2 separate regions of the Delphinus delphis genome follow, and region 2 is linked to region 1. Evidence: chromatin contacts called from public Hi-C data. All regions are on one chromosome and are shown on one strand. Each heading gives the region's core, a stretch centred on a gene start, on an enhancer-like site or on the middle of the called end of the contact. The rest is flanking DNA. Distances are from core to core; before and after follow the strand shown.

Region 1 (4,716 bases), core at 959-3,458:
CCCTGGTGGTCCTGTGGGTAAGACTCTGCGCTCCCAATGCGGGGGGCCAGGGTTCAATCCCTGGTCAGGGAACTAGATCCCACATGCATGCCGCAACTAAGAAGTCCACATGTCTCAACTAAAGATCCCGAGTGCGGCAACTAAGACCCAGCACAGCCAAAATAAATAAAATAAATAAATTTTCTTTTAAATTTTTTTAAATAAAAAAATAAAAACAATTCTTAAAATCAGTTTGCCTGAATCTCAAGATTTTGTAAATAAGAAATTATTCATCTCTCACTTCCCCCACCCCTGCTTAAAAAAAAAAAAGTCAAAGGAAAACAGAAAGTAATTGCTAAATAAAAGGTAATGTTTAAATTTTAAAAAGTCACTACTTTGCCAATTCTTAACCCAATTCTTCTTGGGTTAACCATCCCATCACCCACAACATAGTTCTTAACACTTGGCTCTGAAACCAACTGGGACTCCACACTTAAAAAAAAAAATGTAAGAAGGGCAATAACGCTTCACTACAAATATCTAAGATCAACTGCTTACAGAATACATGACTTGCGTCATGCAGTAGGTAAGACTGTATTTAAACAAGGTTAAGATTACTTGAGAAATACTTAAAATGGTTAACCTCAGGGAAGAGGGAAAAACACATATACACAACAAAATATTTTGGCCATTTCTTTCTGAGGGCAACAGGGAGTTACAAACACAGTTTTTCCATTAGCAAACAAAACTAACTTGGGATAAAGAAAAGACTACAGAAACATCATCATTATTTATTTGACAATTTCTGGACAAGCATGCAATTACCTTAAAACAAATTATTAGAGAGTCTAAGGCTAACATTTTGTTTCCACATGTTCTTGATATGAAAATCCAAGCACTCCTCTTAATAAGACCAATGAGAATACAAAACAAACAGCTCAACTGAACCCTTGTCTCTCCAGAAACACAAACACAGAATCCCATAAAAATGAGTTTCTGCAGGACATAATAAATGACTGTATGTCACTTCTCCCCCACATAATTAACTGAACATCTCAAAAAGTATCACTAAACAAACAGTCACCAAGATATGGCTAAGAATGATACAGACCCCTTAAAAAATAATAACAAAAAATTTTTGCATAATATCTCGTTTCTTGCACTTATAAATAACTGTAATTAAAATGTAGCCACACACACTATAAATAGAGCAATAAAAACTGACACAATAAAAGGTACATTTAAAGTTACAGAAAACAAACCTGCTTCTCTAATACGGCAAGATCTGATCTGCATGCCCTTACATATCCTAAAGAAAGGGTTCACCAGAAGTTTAACTATGTAGGCAAGGAAAACACCAGGAAAAAGGAATGTCAAAACCCCACCTGTATATCTGTTTTCAACCATTTGGAGTCAAGTCGAGCCTGAGCAGCCAAACAGAAAGAATCAGAAGGCATCTTTCCCCCGATTTCCTCCCAGTCGTCAAACCTGCAAGTAAAACAGAAACGCTGAAGACCTCAACCTTTTCAGAATTTTACAAAGACCCTACCGCAAGATTTAATGCGGCAAAAAGAGAGAACAGGAAGGAGGGAGAGGAGAAGCTCTGGAGGAGGGGAGTGAGAGGAGGAGAGAGGGAAAGAGAAACATGGGGCGAGAAAGGAAAAAGCCTACTTCCAGTCCAGGTAAGAGTCACACACGGGATTCGCCCGGGTCTGTACCACGTCGGCGAGACCTTGAGAATGGACGGTTACAAGACCAAATCACAATGTCATCCCCTTCCCTTAAATCCAAAAGGTAAACACACAGACTGCAAAAAGCCCACATCTCAACGACAAATGACACCAGAACGCATCCTCCGCTTTACCTCAGGCCAGAACTGGTGCGTGAAATAAATTAACCAAAATTCACGTCTGCAGAAAAATCCAAAACAATAATCACTTGGAAATGAAAAGACAGCCCGAGACGCGCGCCGCGGGCGGTCCGTGCAGGCCCCGGTCCGGCGGCTGCGCCAACGCCCGCCGTGCCCCGGTTTGGCCCGGCCCCGGCCTGCACCGCCCCAGCGGCCGGCCGCCCTCGCCGCCCCCCTAGAACGAAGACCGGACGGCAGAGGCCCGGCTGCCTGGCTCCAGCGCGTGCGGACACAGCCCCAAAAGCCACGGGCTCCGCCGGCGCTCCCAATCCCGGGGCCTGCAATCCCGGCGCCTCCAGAGGCCGGCGGGGCGGGCCGACGCGGGACTACGGCCCACGCTGCCCAGCCAATCGCATCGAGGCGTCTCCGCAGGCCCAGCCAATGGGGAAGAGGAACATCCCCGCCCCTTCTGCCGACTCTCCAAGTTTCCTTCAATCCGGCTCCTCTTCCTCCTTGAGCTCACCCCCTTGCGGTCAAGGCCAACCGAAGACGCCGAGAGGCGGGATTTCCGCCGCACGCACGCACGCACAAGCTCCTGAACCGGACTTCTCCCAACGCTCCCAGAAAGGCAGCCGGTGGGGAGACAGCATGGTGATGCAGGGTGGCTCGGCTTGGTCGGCGCTAGGGCTGAAGGTGAGGCGGGATGGGGTCTGCAAGAGCCTCTTGCTGCCTGTCCCACTGAATGCAACCAAAACCTTGCGCAGAATACATGGAGCAGCTGGTAGCAGGGGGATCAGAGAAGGAAATGAGAGCTTTTAGTTCCACTGAACCAGTAGCCAGAAAACAATGCTTAAGAAAGTTAAAACAAAGTCATACAAAGTATGTTCTCTGATCATAATAGAATTAACTACAAATCATTAAGAGATACAGGACAATCTCCAAACACTTGGAAGTTACACAATACATTTTTAGATAGTCCATGGGTCAAAGAAGAAATCTCAAAGGAAAAGAACTATTTTGAATTGAACAAAATTAAAATGCAGCATCAAAATTTGTGGGACTCAACTAAAATACTGATGAAAGTGAAATTTATAACACTAACTGCTTATCTTAAAAGTGATAAAGACCCCAAATCAACAATCTAAGCTTACATTTTTTTATTTTCCCATTCTTTATTTTCCTGATTTCTAGACTTTATTTTTTTTAATTATTTTGGAGTATAGTTGATTTATTGATCAATACAATGTTGTGTTAGTTTCAGGTGTACAACAAAGTGAATCAGTTATACATACACAGATATCCACTCTTTTTTTAGATTCTTTTCCCATATAGACCATTAGAGGACTGAGTAGAGTTCCCTGTGCTAAGCTTCCATTTTAAGAAACTAGGAAAAGAAAAGCAGCACACACTCAAAACAAGAAGAGGGAGGAAATAATAGAGGAGAAGAAATAAATGAAATTGAAAACAGAAAAACTATAGAGAAAAATCAATTAAACTAAAATAAAACCAGTCATTTGAAAAGATTATAGGCTATGATGAGACCTCCAAAAAGAGGGAAAACACACAAGCTACCAATATCTGGAATGCAAGAAAATTTATCACTAAAGACCTCAAAAGGACAGTAAGGGAATACAGGTTTCCCCAACTATCCAAAAGAGAATTCCTATGCAACCTTTCGGAATGGAAATGTTGTAAAGCAAAGAAAGGACACATCTTGCCAAGGGATGCACGAAGTAAATTGCGATAAAGCTCAGATACTCACAGACACAATTCGAAGCTATGGTGGCTTGATGATGAGTTGCTGAGTGTAGTTCCCAGGGAAGGAGCTTGGTGGTGCCACTTGCTGCTTGGGGTGCAGGTACCTCTATAACAGCTCACAACAAAACAAATGCTGAATGCTGTTTTCATTTTTTGCCTTTTTCCATAAAAGGGAAAATTCTCTTTGGGATTTCTTTTGGTTAGCAAAAACAGGTAGTAATGCAGGTCTTTTCACAGAAGCAACATGGCATAAAGCGAGCTTTTGAAAAGCAGGGGGTACCTGTCCTAGAAACAACTCTATACATACAGATTTGACAATTTATATGAAATGGGCTAATTCCATGAAAGTCGTACACTACCAAACTCACTCAAAAAGAAATAGATAACCTAAACAGGGTTAAAGAAATTAAATTCACAGTTAAAAACCTTCTAAAAAAGAAATCTCCAGGCCCAGATTGTTTCATTGGTGGATTCTGGTTCTACCAAATATTTAATAAAGAAGTAACACAAATTCTATACAAACTCTTCCAGAAAATTGAAGAGGAGTGAACATTTTCATTCTATAAGCCCAGCATACCCTGTTAACAAAACCAGAAAAAGACATTACAAGGAAACTTAAGACCAATATACCCTACAAACATAGATGCAAAAAATTTTAGCCAACTTTTTGCAAATAGATTCCATCACCATATAGAAAGAATAATACATCATAACCAAGTGGAGTTTATCCCAAGAATTCAAGATTGATTTAACATTCAAAGCATCTCACTAGATACCAAAAAATGCTTTGGAGAAGATCCAACATCTCATTATAAACACTTCCAGCAAACTAGAAAGGGAGGAGAACTCCTCAACCTGATAATGGACACTTATGAAAACCTACATGCAAGCCAAAACAGTCTTGCAAAAGAACAAGTTTGTAGGACTCACACTTCCCGATACAAAAACTTACTACAAAACTATAGTAAACAAAACAGTGTGATACTTCCAAAAGGATAAACATATAGATCAATGGAATAGAATACAGAACCCAGAATAAACATTCACATATCTGGTCAATTGATTTCTGACAAGACCATTCAATGGTGAAAAGACAGCCTTTTCAATAAACGGTTCTGGGAAAACTGGAT
Region 2 (4,716 bases), core at 940-3,439, 320 kb after region 1:
GACCTCTGCTGATCTTATCTCATTTCAACCTTAATGCTGTGTCTGTTAGCAACTTGGGAATTTAAAACCAGTGTTATGCAGTGGGTTCCCAAATCTCTCTCTCCAGCCCAGTCCTCTTCCAAACTCCAGATGCATGTGGCCAACCATCTGATCAGAATCTCCACCACACAGTACCAGGAACACCCCCACACCACTCCTGACTTCCCCTCGGCTGTTGCTGCTCCGCAGCCCTCCCACTCAGGTGAGGGTATCCACCCTTTTAAGCATTCTGGCTAGAAACTGTGGGCTCATCCTTCACTCCACTCCTTCCCTTACTGCCCAGTTGATCTGTCAGCAAATCCTGTGGCTTTTACTTGAAAAAACATGCAGCTTTCCACCACTTACCCGATCCTCCACTGCCCTCCCCCCGCCCCCCTCCACTAGACCACTGGCCTCCTCTCTGCTATTCCAGATACAACCTTGCCTCAGAGCTCTGCCCTGGCTGGTCCCTGCACCTAGAACACTGTCCCCCCAGATCACCAAAGCTCTCTCCTTCATCTCTTCAGAGGCCTTTCCAGGCTACCATTCAAAAAACAGCTTCCCCAGCCCACTCCATACTCTACCTTATTTTTTCATAGCAAGTCTCATTACCTGGTATTATATTTAGGGCCTACTTATTTGTTTGCATGTTGTTTTTCTGCCCTCAATAAAATAAACATCCCATGAAGCTGTCTGTCCTTTTTGTTTACTGCCAGCACCTAATATGAACCTGGAACTCTGCCAACAGCGAATAAACGCTTTTTGAAAAAACAGAAGGTGTGCAACAAAAGTCTGCAATGGAGAAAACCTGCAAAGCCCTTTGCAGACTAATCCCAGCCTTGGCATTAGTGCTCAAGTGCTCCCTGTAGATAGGGGGTCCACTCACCCTCCCGGAAGCTGGCTTGAGCTTGCCGTAGACTGTGAGGAACCAGGATTCCAAACCAGTTCAGAGGGTCCTGGGGAGCTGGGGAGGGGTCTGGCTCCGGGGTCCTCGTGAGACCCTTGCGCCTGCGAAGAACTGTAAAAAGAAAGGCTGGAGGTTGGGGGGATTGTTACCTGGCCTTTGTTTTCTCAGTGACACAATGTTAAACTTCATTTGAGCTCATGATCCTAGAAAATACCGATAGTTGGAAAATCCTCTCAACCTTTTATGTTCTGGAAAACAGCTTACTACAAAGAACCACCCTTCCCCTTGTGGTTCATGTGAATCTGTCCACTCTTTCTCTTGACTATCATAAAACCAGCAAATGACACCCCTTGTTTATCCGTGAAAAAGCCACACACTGACTTTTCCCATTTCGCCTGAACATGCTGAAAGGCCAGACAGACCCTTCAACTCCCTGTTCTTTGTCTCACGAATGATTAACTGAGATTAGAAGCTTGTCCCGCTGAAACTAGCTAGACAAAAATATCTTCTGCGCAGCTGAGACTTCCTCTGATTGCAAAACAATCCCAACTGTAAAGGACCTCACCTATAACTTTCTCTCTCTGCCTGTAAAAGTCTAAAGCAAAAAACCACTCTGCTGAGACATTCTACATTCTGATCTTCAGGTCTGGGGTGCTCTCTCTATCGTTAACAGCCTAAATAAAATCATCTCCCCTGTTGTCCCATGCCTTTTGTCTTTGACATCGGAAGGGGCCCTACGGGAAGAAGGGGCGGGGGGACTCACCTGCCTCGCGGGGTCCCACCTCCTCTGGAGTCTGGGTGCCGCCTCTCACCATCCAGAACTTCTGGGGTCCGTCCTGGGCCTCGCTAAAGAACGAGAAGGGAGGCTAGACCTTTGGCGGCCCCGACCTGGCCCCTGCCTGCCCACCCGCTGCAGCGTGAAAGGGACCTCACCTGGTGCAGACGCGGACCTGGGGCTCCATGCGGGAGGCATACTGCAGAGGCCCTACCGACTTCGCACCCATGGCGTAGCGAGCTTTGGAGAGCGAGAGCCAGCCCTGGGAAGAGAGAGGAGAGCGGTGAAACTCAGTAACCTTCACGTGCCGGCCCGCCCGCCCCAGGCTCCCACCTCCTCCACCCGGGCGTTCAGCGCCGCCCGCTTCGCCTCCAGTTCCTCCAGGTCCCCGAGCAGCTGCAGGAGAAGGGAGTCCAACTCGGCTCGCGGGTCCCGCGCCGCCATGGGCTCCACACAGAGTCAGTAGCCGGCTCCCCAGGTCGCCCAATCAGCGTCCGCCGTGCCAGAAGGACAGCCAATAGGCGCGTGAGGTCCGTCCCCCGAGGGGGCGTTCCCAACCTTGGGCCGAGACGCCCACTGGGTGGAGGCGACTCGCTGAGTTCCTTTCAGAATAAGCACCCTCAGAGCAGCGGCCCGGGGAGGTGATTAGCGCCTCGTCACGCGAGCACCGGAAGGGGATCAGCCACCCGGACAGTCGGCGAGAGCTGTGGGTGTCTCCGAATCGCTTTTGGAATCGGCCGTTTTTTAAAGTACGTCTGTCGCAGTGGCGATGGAAGGAGGCATAGCTGTTCGGCAACCATTTTAAGGGAGGAGCGGCTTTAAATTCAATTCTAGAACCGGCCGCTAGGCGATCATCCGGTCAATCGCTGTGCAGCTTTTACAGTTGCTGCACTATTTCGAGCCTACAATTATGATTATTTTAGCTGTTCGTCGTCTTCTAATTAACATCCCGTTCCGCACGTTAGGTAGTGAAACCATGACCGACGCCTTTATTAACGGCCGTTCTAAGCCACGTGACAGCACCTTGACACCCCCCCCCCCCCCCCCACGCCTAGTGGTTGCTCCAGCTTCGGGCTGGCCAATCGCCTTGCGACTCCCAGCCATTTTAACTTTGGGCATTCTCGGCAGCAGCAGAGTCTAGTGAGGCCTCTAGCGGCCTTCTCGGTTGAGGGCGGAAGGGACGACTGCGTGGTGCCGGCGGCGCCAGAAGAGAACTCCTGGACTCACGTGGAAGTTGCGCCCAGGATGGTAGGAGGGACGTTTAAGCTCCTGTTTTGGAGGTCGGGGGCTCGCGGTGGCTGGGGATGTGGCCTGTGGGCTCGGGGCGGGTGTTTCCCGGGCCCGGTCTTGCGCGGCGAAAAAGGTTTGCCTGAGCGGACCTGCTGTTTCCCAGCTGCGCCGCGAGGCCCGCCTTCGCCGCGAGTACCTGTATCGCAAGGCCTGTGAGGAGGCTCGGCGAACAGCCCAGGAGAGGAAGGACAAGGTTCGGCGTGCGCTCGAGGGTAAGTCTGTCCCCGCCCCCCAGTCACGGTAAAGACCCTTGGGCTTTCCTGTTAAAACCCAACGGGAAAAAGGCCAGTGGTGTCAAACGCTTTTAATTAGCATTTACTTGTGTTAGTATGGTGAGTGTCTTTTCAAGTATTTACTGGTCATTTTCTTTTCCTGTTGGATCTTCCTGATGGGTTGCAAATGTCGCTTGCATGATGGTGTGAATTACTTGTCATTTATGCTGCAGTGTCCAGATTTTACAACTTGCGTAGTGATTTTATTTGCAGTGTCTAGGTCTTCCCAAATTTAAACATTTCACGTGGTCCTATATTTATTTCCCCTCTGTCGTTTTTATTCTTGCTACTTTTTTTCACTACAAGATAAGAAGAATATCTTATTGTCTTTTAGTGCTGTTATGACTCCCTTGTATTTTAAAACTGTTCACTCGTGTAGAACTGAATTTTATTTGCGTTGTAAATTAGGAATTTAACTTTGCAATATTTTCCCTGCTTTCCATTTGCCGTACTAATGAAGAGCCTGTCACACATGCCTGATTGGAAATGCCGTATTTATCTGTATTTTGTTGGTTCTCATGTTGGTGGAGCTCTGTTTCCTATCTGATAGTACATCAACTCCATATCTCTATTTTAGATTCACTTTGATTTTCTTAGGTTTTAGACATATAAAGTATATGAAGTATGTGTATGTAGTACTTATGTCAAGCATAAAGTTAAACACCTGTGACCTATCTGCCCGTGTTAAGAAATGAAAAATGATTAATATATTTAAATTCAGAAATATTTCCCCCAATTTAGATAAACGCAGTATTGAATATTGATTAAAAATGAACCATTTCCTTGCTGTTCTTTTTGAGGATTATCATGCTTGTTTGTATTCTTAAATCATATGGGTCGATTTTTAGTTGTAAAGGTAGTATTAGGTTGCGTGTATTCTTTTGCAGCTTTCTGTTTTGGTTCAGTGTTGTTTCTAAGATCCATTGAGTGTAGGTGGGGCTCCTGCAGGTTAATATTCCATGGGGTCTTCATCCGTTTCCCTGTGGGTGGTGTTGAGCTTATTTTTAGTTTGGGGCAGGCCTGCTGCTGTGAACATTCTCTTCCATGTGCAAGAGTTAGTCCAGGGCATGTTGGAGGGACCTGCTGGGTTCAAGGGCATGCTCCAAAGTGGGCATGCCCACAGCCTAGCTCCTCTGCCAAGTCTAGCATTAGTTCACAGAGGAAACCTCTGACCCAGAGCATCACGATTAATGATTTTATTGTAAGAGGGTTTCAGGGTTTCTGGTCCACCTTTGTATAGAAAGAGCAGTTTCCATTTATTCTTTAAAAATTAATTGTTAGTTTTTTTCTAACTACGAAGGGAGTGCATACTTGTGATTAAGTATTTTAGAAACCCTTCAAGTCTTGAGACTCAGGAACCATAGTAAATGAAATCTCCTATAACCACTGTTAGCAGGTTGGCATGTAGCCAAAAATAGTTTCATCCCTCTCCACCAGTTATATATCACCTCTCT

What was found. Hi-C and Micro-C count contacts between places; a contact is called where the count stands out from the background.
Region 2: a Hi-C map of lung shows a contact between it and region 1, with 3 times the contacts expected there. The contact joins the promoter of CCDC115 here to the promoter of LOC132428722 in region 1. A contact is called at or near these places in 2 of 3 Hi-C or Micro-C datasets (lung and muscle).

The regions. Positions count from the first base shown.
Region 1 is chr7:113,112,408-113,117,123 of mDelDel1.2, forward strand. It overlaps LOC132428722 (E3 ubiquitin-protein ligase HERC2), which reads right to left and starts at 2,209. Exons shown (of 92, transcript XM_060017027.1): 1 at 1,844-2,209; 2 at 1,365-1,467. The coding sequence starts at 1,436.
Region 2 is chr7:113,437,176-113,441,891 of mDelDel1.2, forward strand. It overlaps CCDC115 (coiled-coil domain containing 115), which reads right to left and starts at 2,190. Exons shown (of 5, transcript XM_060017040.1): 1 at 2,034-2,190; 2 at 1,859-1,962; 3 at 1,689-1,771; 4 at 905-1,036. The coding sequence starts at 2,144. It overlaps IMP4 (IMP U3 small nucleolar ribonucleoprotein 4), which reads left to right and starts at 2,304. Exons shown (of 11, transcript XM_060017039.1): 1 at 2,304-2,449; 2 at 2,829-2,948; 3 at 3,094-3,202. The coding sequence starts at 2,946.